3 separate regions of the Zea mays genome follow, and all the other regions are linked to region 1. The links are chromatin contacts, called in public Hi-C maps. All regions are on one chromosome and are shown on one strand. Each heading gives the region's core, a stretch centred on a gene start, on an enhancer-like site or on the middle of the called end of the contact. The rest is flanking DNA. Distances are from core to core; before and after follow the strand shown.

Evidence for each region. Hi-C and Micro-C count contacts between places; a contact is called where the count stands out from the background.
Region 2: a contact with region 1 is called in a Hi-C map of tassel, with 3 times the contacts expected there. The contact joins the enhancer-like site here to the promoter of LOC103646263 in region 1. A contact is called at or near these places in 5 of 25 Hi-C or Micro-C datasets (ear, endosperm, leaf and 1 more).
Region 3: a Hi-C map of tassel shows a contact between it and region 1, with 4 times the contacts expected there. The contact joins the promoter of LOC111365147 here to the promoter of LOC103646263 in region 1. A contact is called at or near these places in 11 of 25 Hi-C or Micro-C datasets (bundle sheath, ear, leaf and 3 more).

Annotation. Positions count from the first base shown.
Region 1 is chr2:33,832,030-33,836,397 of Zm-B73-REFERENCE-NAM-5.0, forward strand. It overlaps LOC103646263 (probable folate-biopterin transporter 2), which reads right to left and starts at 2,782. Exons shown (of 6, transcript XR_562104.4): 1 at 2,092-2,782; 2 at 1,749-2,008; 3 at 1,492-1,587; 4 at 1,260-1,430; 5 at 20-818.
Region 2 is chr2:33,630,674-33,635,204 of Zm-B73-REFERENCE-NAM-5.0, forward strand. No RefSeq gene overlaps it. Among protein-coding and RNA genes, the nearest start is that of LOC103648539, 6.6 kb to the left of the region's middle. Within about 2 kb of position 2,193, at least 16 of the 20 cell types and tissues checked have an H3K27ac peak or open chromatin away from gene starts, as enhancers often do. A contact at or near this core is called in ear, leaf and tassel, where this site is marked.
Region 3 is chr2:34,048,560-34,052,630 of Zm-B73-REFERENCE-NAM-5.0, forward strand. It overlaps LOC111365147, which reads left to right and starts at 1,645. Exons shown (of 3, transcript NM_001357858.1): 1 at 1,645-1,788; 2 at 1,880-1,945; 3 at 3,301-3,543. The coding sequence starts at 1,741. The coding sequence ends at 3,342.

The DNA.
Region 1 (4,368 bases), core at 1,532-4,031:
GCAAGTCAAAATTCCTCACAATTTTTTCCAATCCCATCCAATCTATATAGGATGGGAATAACCGAACAATGTCTAGTAGAATCAGCATAAGGATCCTGGCATTCAAGGCATCATGAGATGGTCAATCCGCTCTTGTTAACCAGTGGGATCAATTCGACATCATCAATTTCAGCATCAAACATTTTGATTTGCTCATTATCAACTGTCACATCAGGAGAAATGCAGCCACAATCGTCTCCAACAAGAACAGAAAACTCATTTGATCCTTTTTCCATGGTTTCTGTTGATTCACTGCCATGAAGCATCTCTGCAGGCAGGAGTGCTGAGTTCTGATCACAGTCAGGAACAAGAAACAGTAGCATCAAAGGGACAAACCTTGATATGTTTCTAATCAAGACGGCGATCCAGAGGTTACTGAACTCCAATCGGGTCACGTTCAGCATGTGCAGCAGCAGGCCACCCCACCAAGCAGACATCAGCAACCCGGCATTTTGTAGAGACATGAGTAATGCATACAATGTCCCTTCGGTGCCAGGAGGACAAAGCTTAGAGCAAAGCACAAGTAGTGGTAGCCATTGGAGCCTACCAACCATTTGGGAAACTGTGTTATCAGCCACCGCAAAGAAGTAATCCGGCATGCCAATTTTCAGGTTTAGCCGGGTCACTAACACCAGATCAAGCATTCCTGCCAGACTTGAGAGCACTTGACCCCATAATAGCATGCTCCGAAAAGTATAGTCCTTTAGGGTGCTTTGGTATAGTAAAACTCCAATTAGTGAACCAACTGAACCAATTGAATAGATGAGACCAATATATCCCTGTACCAATGCAAATGTTACATAAGTGATAAGTCCACCTGGCAACAAAGCATAACTGATTAAGTGTAATAATGGAATTTCAATATTATATATATACCAAATATATGGAAAAGTATATCATAGATTTGAAAGCCTTTTTGTCAAGCTTCTTCATCAAAACTAAATATATATCGTTCTGGCCATAAGCAGATAATACCAAAAGTCATGTTCATTTAAACAGAGAAACTACAAAATGTAACTTGCATGACTTTCCATTTTACTACCTGATCATTTTACTAGATAATCAGAAAAGCTTTTGATAATTAACATATGAACAAAATAACAAAAAATGATTCGGCTGAAACGAAACCTCCCTATCAAGGTTTAACAATTAATAAGGGCTTGTACTTTCAGGCTTTTAACCTTTTTGGTGAAATAATGATATCTAGTAAGCGTGTGTACCTCAGAAAATCCTGGTCCAACAACAGGGTCCGTGTACCAATAGAACATTCCTCCTTGAATATCCAGGCTTAAATTGAGAGAAACAAAAATATATGCACATGGTCTCCAGACCTGAGGGCACTTCAGTGTTCTTCCCATGGATTGTATTGCTTTATAGAACTTCTTGTGAACCTGAATTCAGATGGACCTTAGATGAATTGAACGATTCAAAAACAGAAATGTTGGTTCTGACCTGCATGTAATCAAATTCTGTACCACGGTTCTCCTTCAGCAGAATGCCAGCTAATAACACCAGTGCAGAGGGGATACTCAACAGACCAAGAGCCCCCTGAATAACATGTCAAAATATATTTATCATACAATAGGGCATAGTAGTCAAAAAATAAATATGATTGCAGCAGACATTCGTAGTAAATTAGTTGTCACATTGCATATTCTGGATTGTATGGAAACCAACCAGAAGGCGCTCATCAACCAGAAATGTCATACCTGGGAGCCCATTGAGTGCACAAGCAAGCCACTTAGGGAGAATCCAAGCAGCGCTCCAATAGAGGAGCTAAACCCACACAAGCTTTGCATATCAGCAGCAAGGGGCGGGTGCGTGATGCTGTTCTGAGCAACCAGAGCGTCCACTGTCACGTCGCCTACAGCGGCGCCCGCACTCTGCGCCGTCAGCATCAGCAACGCCGGCATAATCCCCAGCTCGTGGTTTAGGGAAAACATCAGCATAGATGACACGCCAATCACGCCTGCATTATTGTAAGACAAAGAGACATGTCGCGCTGGCTTTAACTAGCTATCTGCTGGAACCAAGAAAGATATGATATTTGACCTGCGAGAACGAAGTATGGGCGGCGGCGGAACCCGGCCACGGGGACGACGTCGGTGAGCAGGCCCCAGATGGGTTTGACGATCCACGGCGCGTCCGTGACGCCTTGGTAGAACTGGGCCACCGAAGGCTGCACGCGCTGCACGTCCTTCCAGTAGTACCCCGCGGCGACTCCGCCGATGGCGTTGCCGACGCCTTGACAGGCGCCGTAGACCGTAGACGGCGGCGACCGCGAGCACGAAGGTCCAGTGCAGCTCGCGGGACAGCCGCCCCAGCCACCCGCAGGGAAACGCGACACAACGCCCCTGTTTGGTTCAGCTTCTGGGGAGATTCTGGCCGCCAGAAGCCGGAAGCTGAACCAAACACAACTTCTGGGAGGCTTCTCCCGCAAGCGCTTCGCCCCGACGCGGCTGTTCCTACGGCCGGCAAGAAGCGGCAAACAAGTCGATTTTCCTCTTCCCAAACCGCTTCTCCCGCTCGGCAAGTCTCTTCTCCCTTTTCTTCCATGTCGTGCTGCCCTTTCCCTCCCCAAATGCCGTCCATGGCGTGCACCGCTCTCCACTCCCTTGGTCGACGCGAGCCCCGTCGCGCCTAGCCGCTCTCCGGCCAGCCCGTCCTCAGCCCCGGCGAGGTGAGCTGCGACCGAGCCACGTTCCGTGCTACCGTGCATGTGCGCGCAGCACAGCCCTGCCGAGCTGCAGCACCGTCGACGAGCCCTGCTCAGCACCACCTGAATTCGCCCCGACGTGTTGTACCCCCACACTCCCGCACGCACCGCAGCAGCTACCGGTTACGACGAGCGTCGCATCGACGAGCTCGACCTCCCACAGCACGAGGTGGTGCGGCGCCTCCGCGTGTTGCGCGAGCCCGTCACGCTGTTCGGGGAGGACGACGACGCCCGCCTCGCGCGCTTGAAGCTCGTGCTCAAGTCCGGCGCTTCAAGCTCGTGTTGATGGTGGAGACGGGGGTGCTGCCGGAGGCAGTGCAGATGACGGAGATGCCAAGGGGAGCGGCGATGATGCTGACAGACAAGGACTCCAAGAGGATGACGACCAAGTTTGAGGAGCTTTGCAACGAAGACAAGATCTTGGTGTTCTTTAAGAAGCTGCTTAATGAGTGGAACCAGGAATTGGATGAGATGACTGAGCTAGAGAAGCGGACAGTAAAGGAGAAGTCCATGGTTGCAACATTCAAGCAGTGTGCACGATATCTCAGCCGGCTGTTTGAGTTCTGCAGAAAGAAGGTATTGATTCTTATGCAATTTCCATCAGTTGGTTGCTTAAATTGTGCTATTAATATGTTAATGTAACCCTGGTTATGTTGTAATGAACTCTACTAATTAGCATTTAATGACCTTTTGTTGGTTCGGTGTTTATGTGTATTGTTTGTTCAAACAGAATCTGCAATCTGAGAATCTCTGTATCCAAATACTTAGATTCTAAACAACAGCTTTTCTCCACAGTAGGCGAACCAAACACCTAAATTCTAACCACCAGCTTTTCCTCAGAGCCAGCTTTTCCCTACAGTCAGCTTTTCAGAAAAGCTATTCAGAAAAAAGCCGAACCAAACAGGCCCAACATTTGCCACGGTCACCGCGGCCTGTTTCTTGGAGTTGGAGGGGGGCGTCTTCCCGGTGCTCCATTTGAGCACCTTGTCAGGAGTGATTCCTTCTCAGGTTTACTTGCGGATCTAGAGAGAAACCACTGGATGACTGGAATCTGCGAGCCTGCGAGGCCGCAACCGTTTGGTGAGATACGAAAAATGAGAAAATTCTGTCATCCAAAATTATATCAATCTTTTTAATGCCATTAGATTTTATAGATTATCTTTAATATCATTAAATTTAAATTTTAATCTTTTAAATATCATCACTGTTAGTTTAAAGTTAACGCCGTTAATTCCATTTAAAGCAAAATCCTCCAATGCATCAATATTTATACCGATCCCTTCAATATTACTAGAAATTGGTCCGATCTATTCGAGTTTTAAAAATTCCAGAATAAGAAAATATAGACCAAAATTCAGCCCATACTTTTTAAAACCCCAGAATTACTCTGATATATTAGTTCAATTTATTTGCTTCCTAATAATTTTGGAAAAAAAATTATGAAATCCCGAATAGATCGAATCGGTAATAACCACAATTTTCTAGGTTCTAAAAATATAGACTGAAATTTTTAAAAATATTTAAAATCTCTATTCATATCAATTACGAAGAATATGAAGAGTCTCTTGAAGTTGCACTCCTCCAAACAAAATTTTATATGTCACACGTATATG
Region 2 (4,531 bases), core at 943-3,442, 200 kb before region 1:
ATAAGGAAGACTTTATTAATTGCAAAACGTAGATCAAGTTGATACCAACAATTGAAATCTCTTCTAGCCTCAACTCATTAAAGAGCAGACAGCCTAAACAAAAGTAGCACACAAACTCTAGTGACAACCAATCCGATGACTAAATCGCCACCTAAAAAGTCATTGGCCTTGGCCACGTGCACTAAGAAACGCGTAGTCTACACAACTGTAGCTTGTTGATCCGCCTTCTGAAGCACCGCCCATGTACGAAGCAGTGGGAAGTGGCATACATAACCTGCAATGGAGAAAAGGTCGTTTTTCTTAAAAAAACAAAATCATTTCTAGTTAGCCAAAGAGCCCAACAATGCTTGTCGCTTCTAACAAAACAATGTTTATAATATTATGATTAAACCTCTCTAGCCAGCTACCAAACATATTAGAGACACTGGAAGGTGCATGTATTCCGAAGGCTAAATAAATTATACCCCATACTATATGAGCGAAACGACATTCGAAAAACAGATGCTTAATTATCTCTAGTTTATGACAGAAGCAACAAGATATGTCTCCATGTCAATTGTGCTTGGCCATGTTGTCCTTAGTTAGGATTACTCCTCTCCTAATATACCACAAGAAGACTTTAATATTAAGCGGAGCTTATAATTTCCATAATCTTTAAACATAAAACCTAGCCAAGCGTGGATATTTCACAAAATGGGTCACTCTAGGATGGCGGACCTTTTAATTCCCATAATCTTTGGAATAAGACAAGTTGTTGTCGAGTCCTCGGCGATGCGAAAGATGATCTTCCGCGTGGACGCACTGCAGCCCGTGCCCCGTGAACATTGAGCCGGAGATGATGCGACCTTGAAGCGACGCAAACGTGCGCATCTCCACCGACCCACGTGTAGTCCCTAGAGCGTGCCACCGTGACCGACGGTCGCCGCCCGCCATCGCCTACGGCTAAGTCAGACATGCCACTAAGGGAAGGGAGAGGGCATTTCAGTCAAAAGGGTATAGAACCCGCTTATCAAGTGACTTAAGGTATGTTTGGTTAAGGAGCCGAGGGAAAGAACGGTTCTATTCTTATTTTTTTGATGTTTGGTTTTCAACAGAGTATAGTAGAACGGTTCCTAGAGTCTATATATGGCAAATATTTGGGATGATCTCGCTTCAACAAAATGACCGGACGCGAACGCTCTCGCGGACGCGAGCGCTCTTCTCACTCTTTTCCACTCCACACTCATATGACTCTCCAACCAAACAATGAACGGAGCGGCTCCAATGTCCAATCTATTCTACTCTTCAACCAAACAAAAAATAGAGCGGCTTTGTTTTTCTTGCCAAACGCATAATAGAATGGCTCTATTCTCAAATACTGGAATGGAGCTATTCTATTCTATTTGACTCTCCAACCAAACGCACCCCTTAATCACCATGTTGGGTATTTTGACGAAGGCAAGTCACCCGATAGCATCATCTTAGTATGACCTATTTTTTCAAATTTCTCTCGACCGAGATGGCCCATATGTGAAGTCGCCGACACCACGCCAATGGAGGAAGGGGTTCTGGTGAAGTCAGTTGCCCTTTGAGGAGGAGGGAAGGTTACGGACGGCGAGGTCCTCCGACTTCCGATGGAGGAAGGGGTGCTGATGAAGTCAATTGCCCTTGAGTTGCGGACACCGAGGTCCTCCGACTCTCTTCGACTTCAACTCCTTCGGTTCTCACGTTAGCAAAGTGTGGGAGGGGAAGGAGAAGGCACCATTTAACTCCATCAGATGTGCGCTGGAGCTGGAAAAGTGGAGGTCGTGGAGAGTGAGATCGCAGGAGTGAAGCTGATTAGCTCAACATCCGTTTATGTTGCGACCGATGTGGAGGCGAAGGTTGCCGAAAAAGAGGATGACCCCTGTTGTGTGATATCTGGGCCACACCAAATATTGAGGCCCCAAACATTGAGCACAGGATGATGGCGCTGGAATATGGGTCACACAAGCATCGAGCCCAGGACGCCAGCGCTGTTGTGGTGTAGTATTTACGACTGTGATGTAGTACCATACTAGCAAGTGAAACATGCATGCAGAGAGTGGCTTATAAGCATTCGTGCGGCCATACGAATGTGAACTCATTTGTGGCATGGGTCCACTGGGCAGAGGCTTGGGCTGGTCGCTGCGTCCCACATGCCCTATTTTTTGTTAAATGCTCTTGGGTCCACTGGACAGGGTGGCAGGCCAGAGTGAGGTGACGAGACAGCGACACACGAAGATAGACACTGACATGGGGTCCTACCTGTCAGCTTCCGTATGGCCGAGGTGGGCAGAACCAGGAGAGACACCACAGGAGGCAAAAGGGAGGGTCGGCCTGCAATTGGTCCTATTTTGTTTGTGCCGTTGATACAAAAAATCATGAAAAGGATTATTAGCTTCCATCAGCAAAGTCACGAGGAGCATCAGGACTCAGACAAGACAAGTCCGTATGGCCGGGGTGGGCAGAACCAGGGAGAGACACCATAGTAGGCGAAACGGGGGTCAGCTTGCAATAGGTCCTATTTTGTTTGTGTCATTGATACAAAAAATCGTGAAAAGGATTATTAGCTTCCATCAGCAAAGTCACGAGGAGCATCAGGACTCAGACAAGGCAATCCATAACATCATAGCAAGCACAGAGAATCATTTGTTTGGAAGGAGAGTATGCCTTGAACAATGTGTGATTTCTTTCGAAGGTCATTATCATTTCATTGGATGATCAGAACATGATGGTTTTTGGTCAATGAGAATTCTGATGTTTGCGTCCGTATGGCCGGTGTGGGCAGAACCAGGGAGAGACACCACAGGAGGCGAAAGGAAGGTTGGCCTGCAATTGTCCTATTTTGGTCAAGTCTAACTGGTGCCATTGATAAAAAAAAATCATGAAAAGGATTATTAGCTTCCATCAACAAAGTCACGAGGAGCATCAGGACTCAGGCAAGACAATCCATAACATCAAAGCATGGACAGAGAATTATTTGTTTGGAAGGAGAGTATGCCTTGATCAATGTGTGATTTCTTTCGAAGGTCATGATCATTTCATTGGATGATCAGAACATGATGGTTTTTGGTCAATGAGAATTCTGATGTTATCCATTTGGACATATTATTACCTTGAAAATTACAGCGAAGAAGATTGATCGCAATAGATTCTACTTTTTGTATCAAACGTTGTTAATACTATTATTACCTATCGGTTATGTTTACCTTCCATGTTTGTTTTGGTCTTCAGATTGAATGTAAGGGAGTAATTTTACCACATATCATTTAGTATCCTATAGTAATGTGAACCTTGTCAGATTATTATCAATTACGAAAAAAAAATTCAGGTAACAAACTCAAGACATACAGCTGTTGATGTGACTTTGCTTTTTTACATGGGATGTAAGTTTCAGTAATGTTTTTAACAAATATTACGTAACTACTATCATTTTCTAGATGTTTGTAAGTTCAGTTACAGCAATAATTATAGATCATTTTTTTCTCTTGTTATGTAGCATGAGAGTAGCTTTTGCTTGAGGTGCTTGCAATTACAATTGGTGTCAGTTTAGGATTGGACGCTATATGGAACCTGATCTTCAGACTACTTCAGGTCCTGCTTGTATCTTGTGTTTCTGTAAAGGGTAATTTAAGTATACAATATTTCAACAAACTACCAAAAGGCTCGTTCTTGTCTTTTAGTCACTCACTTTCAAGGTTTTCTAAAGCTAAAAAAATATGGGGGTTTATCATTCGCTGCTTGCACAAGTGCTTTTATGAGAAGTTAATCTCAAAGCGGATTGAGGAATCTTGACTTAAATCCAAATCAATTTTGATTTATTTATCGCTATCTTGTATTCGATTCATCATTCACAGCAGAGAGCAGAGTCTGGCAGTCCAAATGAACGAACATTCTGAACATGGGCGGGCCCAGGGGGGTTTCATGGGTATTCATTGAATACCCATGTTTTTGGTGATCTATAGTGTTAGATCACTAATTTGTCAATAATGTATTACATAAAATAGCGTTAGAACACTAAAATTCTTTAATCTTTTGAATTTTTGAATACCCAATCTCAAATGTCTGGGCCCGTTTATGATTCTGAATCTGAATGAAAGGAGAGAGTAGAGAGAGTCTGGTGACGTATACAGTAGAGAGAATCTGAATCTGAATGAAAGCAGGAGAGGGCCTGGGGACGAAAATGAGAGTTATTTCTTGGCAAAAGTTTGAAACATTTAGCAGTTTGAGGAAAAGGGCCATGAAGCAGTTCTCTCATCTAGGCACATAAACCATGTTGCATGACCTGTCAGGTGGAAGAATGCTAGCAACACTTTTTTTTCATTTTTCCGATATATTATAAAATAACTTTTTGCATGTATACAACCAGGGTATAGAGTCGTAGTACTCCGGAAACAATAATTTATAGGAGTTTTGACTGCCATGTTGCATTCACACCATGGCTCCTGAATCCTAATCCCTGTGTCAAATTTATTATTCATTCCCAACCGTTGAGAGCCAAAAAAGGCCTCGCGGACGGTCCGACCCTGAG
Region 3 (4,071 bases), core at 395-2,894, 220 kb after region 1:
ATTTAGGCCCAAAGATGTGCGGGTTCTGCGATGGGCTGACCTGCTCGTTTATTCGGAGGCCTAGCAGCCATTGGCGTCGAAGCCGCCTCCAGTGTCGGACTAGGAGAAGTAGGAGTGAAGTAAGGAACGACGTTGACATTTCCCTCCTTTGCACACCAGGATCACCTCAGACAGGTGCACAAGGAAACTGTTGGTGCAGATACTCCAAATATCCTCTCTATTAGCAACAGAAACATGAAAGGTCTATTTATAACATGCGTGTATATATATATAATTGCTAGTGGCTAAAACTAGTTATAGAGGTTTCAAACAATCTAGCTAAAGTCTCGCCTAATTGCTAGCTAGATTTCCAACTAACAATTAGTTTACTAGTTGAATTGGTACAACTAAAACTTGTCAAAAACAATATTGTCCTTTTATCTTTTTATTACAGTTCTTGGTCACCACTCTGCACTCGACGCTCGCTCAAAATGACACTATTTAGCAAAAACATTGTTGCCTCACCGCTGCTGCGGCACGAGGTGTGAAGCTACGTAGTAAATAGAGAAATTCGCAAAACTAGTGATTTAAACCAGATTTTCACTATATATGTACCACCTACATGTTATCACCATGCATCCTTGAAACATGTGCACCATTTTCTGATTCACTCTAGCCTCGCCACGGTTCGACGCATGACTCCTGCTGGGTTGGTCAGCCGTTGCAATCCTTTTTACCGTGCCCCGATTGATCCGTCACCCACATTTCCAGCACCCTAGCTGTCGGTAGTTATGTTCATGTAGCACAACTACCGTATTTTTTTTACGGATTCATGTTAGTTGTGATGTATTTGAAGTGTGGAAATAATTTCTTTTTAAATAAAAAGGATGACAGTAAAAAAGGACTCCAAGACAATACAAAAACTAGTATGTTCAGCTAACCTATTAGCTAGGGGTTTCAAATAGCCTCAGTTAATAGTTAGCTAACCCATTTTAGCTAACAATTTATTAGCTGACTAACTATTAGATCAACTCCAAAAGACTCTATATATTTTTTTAATTGATTTGAATAAAAATTTTAGAAAAAATGTCCTTCAACGGTTTATTTAAATGGTTATTCAAATATAGACATTTTCTTTTCTGGGTTTCTGGATAGCTAAAAATAGAAAAAATGACTCTTTAGAAAAACTGTTTGCCCTAAAGGCATAGAAATTGGTTTTTATACAAATGACAGTAAATTTTGAAAGACTCTTGGTGATGTTGTCTGTCCTGGAGATTGATCGAGAGCCAAAAAGTCCTATATGACAGATGGAGTTACTATCGTGGTTATGCTGGTAAGGTTCTGTGTGGAAAGCAACTCAGTTTTTAAATAACTACTCCCTCCGTTTCTTTTTATTAGTCGCTAGATAGTACAAAATTGTACTATCCAGCGACTAATAAAAAGAAACGGAGGGAGTACTAGTTTTTATTTTTAGTCAGGAGAGACTAGCTTAGTTTGTGAATTCACTTTGTATCGTCTCATCAGTTATCCTTTCTCGATCTCCCTCAGTGACACGCGGGTCCCGCTTACCAGGATAACTCCACCAGGCCGTCCAGGAGGAGAACTCCGCCTCCGTGTTCTCGTCAATGGGCCATATAAGGCCCAGCCCACCGATCCTCCTCTTCTGTCTTCTCCCCTGCGTCAAAGACGACGCAAGCCCTTGCCTCTCCCTACTCCAAACCCTCGCCGACTCAGATCCAGCTTCCTCGCACCGCCGTCGCCATGCCGTTCACTCCAGGCCCCTACTCTGGCGTCAGCACCCTCGCCCTTGTAAGTACCTGTTCTCCCAGATGATTCTGTCCTGGTTGCTTCCGGATCGGATCTGAATCCCTCATCGCGCTTCCTCGTCTTGTCTCTGCAGGTGGCGAGGGCGTCGGCCTTTGGCGTCGGTGTCGTCTACGGGAGCATCAAGCTCTCAATCCTAAAGGTACGTCATCTTGTGAATTGACTGACTCAACCTGGTAGCGGAGGTTTTTTAGATGGTTCGAATTCCGCAACGCTTTAGCATGGTTCAGGAATCGGCTAAGGATTTTATGATGTGAGGATTCGACGGAATGCCGTGAAATTAACCTTTTCCTACGTTGATGCCCTTACTGGAACAGTTTCGAGCCTCACTCGTCTGGATAGTCATAGACTGATGGGTAATTTATGTCGGTATGAGTAGTTGAGTTTAAATTAACAACGAGCTGATGCTTGGCATCGCGGAAATAATTTGTTTAGAATAGTTCATCAACCAATTGAGGCTGTTGTATAGCTGCTTGTTAGTTTATGGCTGCGACAAACTGTTTTGCCCTGATTTGTCTCCTCTGCATGTTTGTGGGCACTACACGTCTACAATGACATTCTTCTTACTTGAAGATGAGTTTATATATTTGCTCCTGAGTTTTCACATCCTGGAAGTTCCCCAAAAACATGTTAGGTATAATACTTTTTTTGTTGGTATTGTATGAAAGCCATTCTTTTCCGATGAGTGCATATTTCCTGCTAGATATGATTTCATATTTTGCCAGCCCTTGAAACAGTAGGCACACTGAATGAATGGGCTTAAATTTATGTTATAAATTCTTTTGTTGTGATTGGTGAAAACTCTGGTAACTGTAAAAAGCAAGTCATACTTATTCTAAATGATAAATGATGATGGTCGGTTTTGTTTTGTTCGTAAGTCTTGATATATGAAACTGTCAGCGTCTTTTTTCCAGATTATTCGTGCAAAAGTAGAAGGAGAATTTTGGTGATGTTAATGGTCTTCTGATAAAAGCTTACTTTGTTTGGTCTATCACTCTTGCACCCCTCTTCTCTAATAGATGGCTGTGTTGGTTCTTCATAGTTTCCAGCATAGTGTAGATCTTTGTACTGGTCCTTTTAAACTGGTTGACATACACATTCACAATTCACTAATTTATTTGTGCTGGTTGCTCCTACCTTTAAATTTAGCACTGTGATCTATACTAGTTACTGATTTTGATTGAATTTGTTATATTCAGACTTTAGTAGATGCTGCTACCATTGACTTTTTCTATGCAAGCTTATGGAACCAGTATACTGAGCTTGTTCTGCTGTTGTTTCAACTTTGGGCCTGGTTACAGTTTAACTTGCATGCCGCTTTGTGTTTGTGAAAGATCATGTTTGCCTCATTCCCTATTTGAACCGTGGTCGTTTTTAGTAAGAAGCCTAGCTGCACTCTTGTAACAAGTGCATCTCAAGTTTATTTGTTGCTTCATTCCCTATTTGCTGCACTGAACCGTCCAATTCAATTTTCTTACGTTGCACTTTCTCTTTCAGGTAACAAAACCTAAAAAGGAGGAAGTGCATGATCATCACTAAGGATGACAGGGCTGCTACATGTTATAAAATTGGCAGTGCACCCCTTCTCCATACGTGCAATTTCGTTTATGATTTGTGGACCTGTCTGTAACATACCTGCTGTTTTTTTTGTGTTGTAATAAATTCTTATACAATGACATGAAATCAGGAAGTGGAAAAAGCAATATTAATAATTGCAAGTCGTTCGACAAATCTTGATTAGTTGGGCCGGTTGCCTGTTAAAAGAGATTTGGTGGGTGTGGTTGTCCAGACCGTCCGAACTAGTGGACAATAAGGGCGCTAGGATACTGTGGAGACCTTAACAGTTGCTGACAATTGGACCCATATGGCAGCCACTCTTAAAGGCCATGCAATATAGACCCTGTTTGTTACCGTTTATGACAATCAATTTATATAATCTCATAAGTTAGGGGTATTAATCAGGGAGTTTGGTAGTCCTGATTACTATTGCAATCCCGACTATAAGACGTATGTTGTTCCTTCAGTTACCTGTGGCTTCCGTAACACTGTCACGTAGAGGGGAGGAGGTCTGACCGTGCAATCCTTGCGCAGAAATTTGAGAAATAATCAAGTCGTTTGGGCCGGTGAGATTTTTTTTAATTAATTTGATCTAGAATCATATTTCTGCAGTGCTGTAGAGAAAGAATGCTAGTTGAGTTGTTTCAAAAAAAAAAAAACTACAAGTACAGGAATGGTGACGACTCTCCTATGTGCAAGTGCAATAGTTAC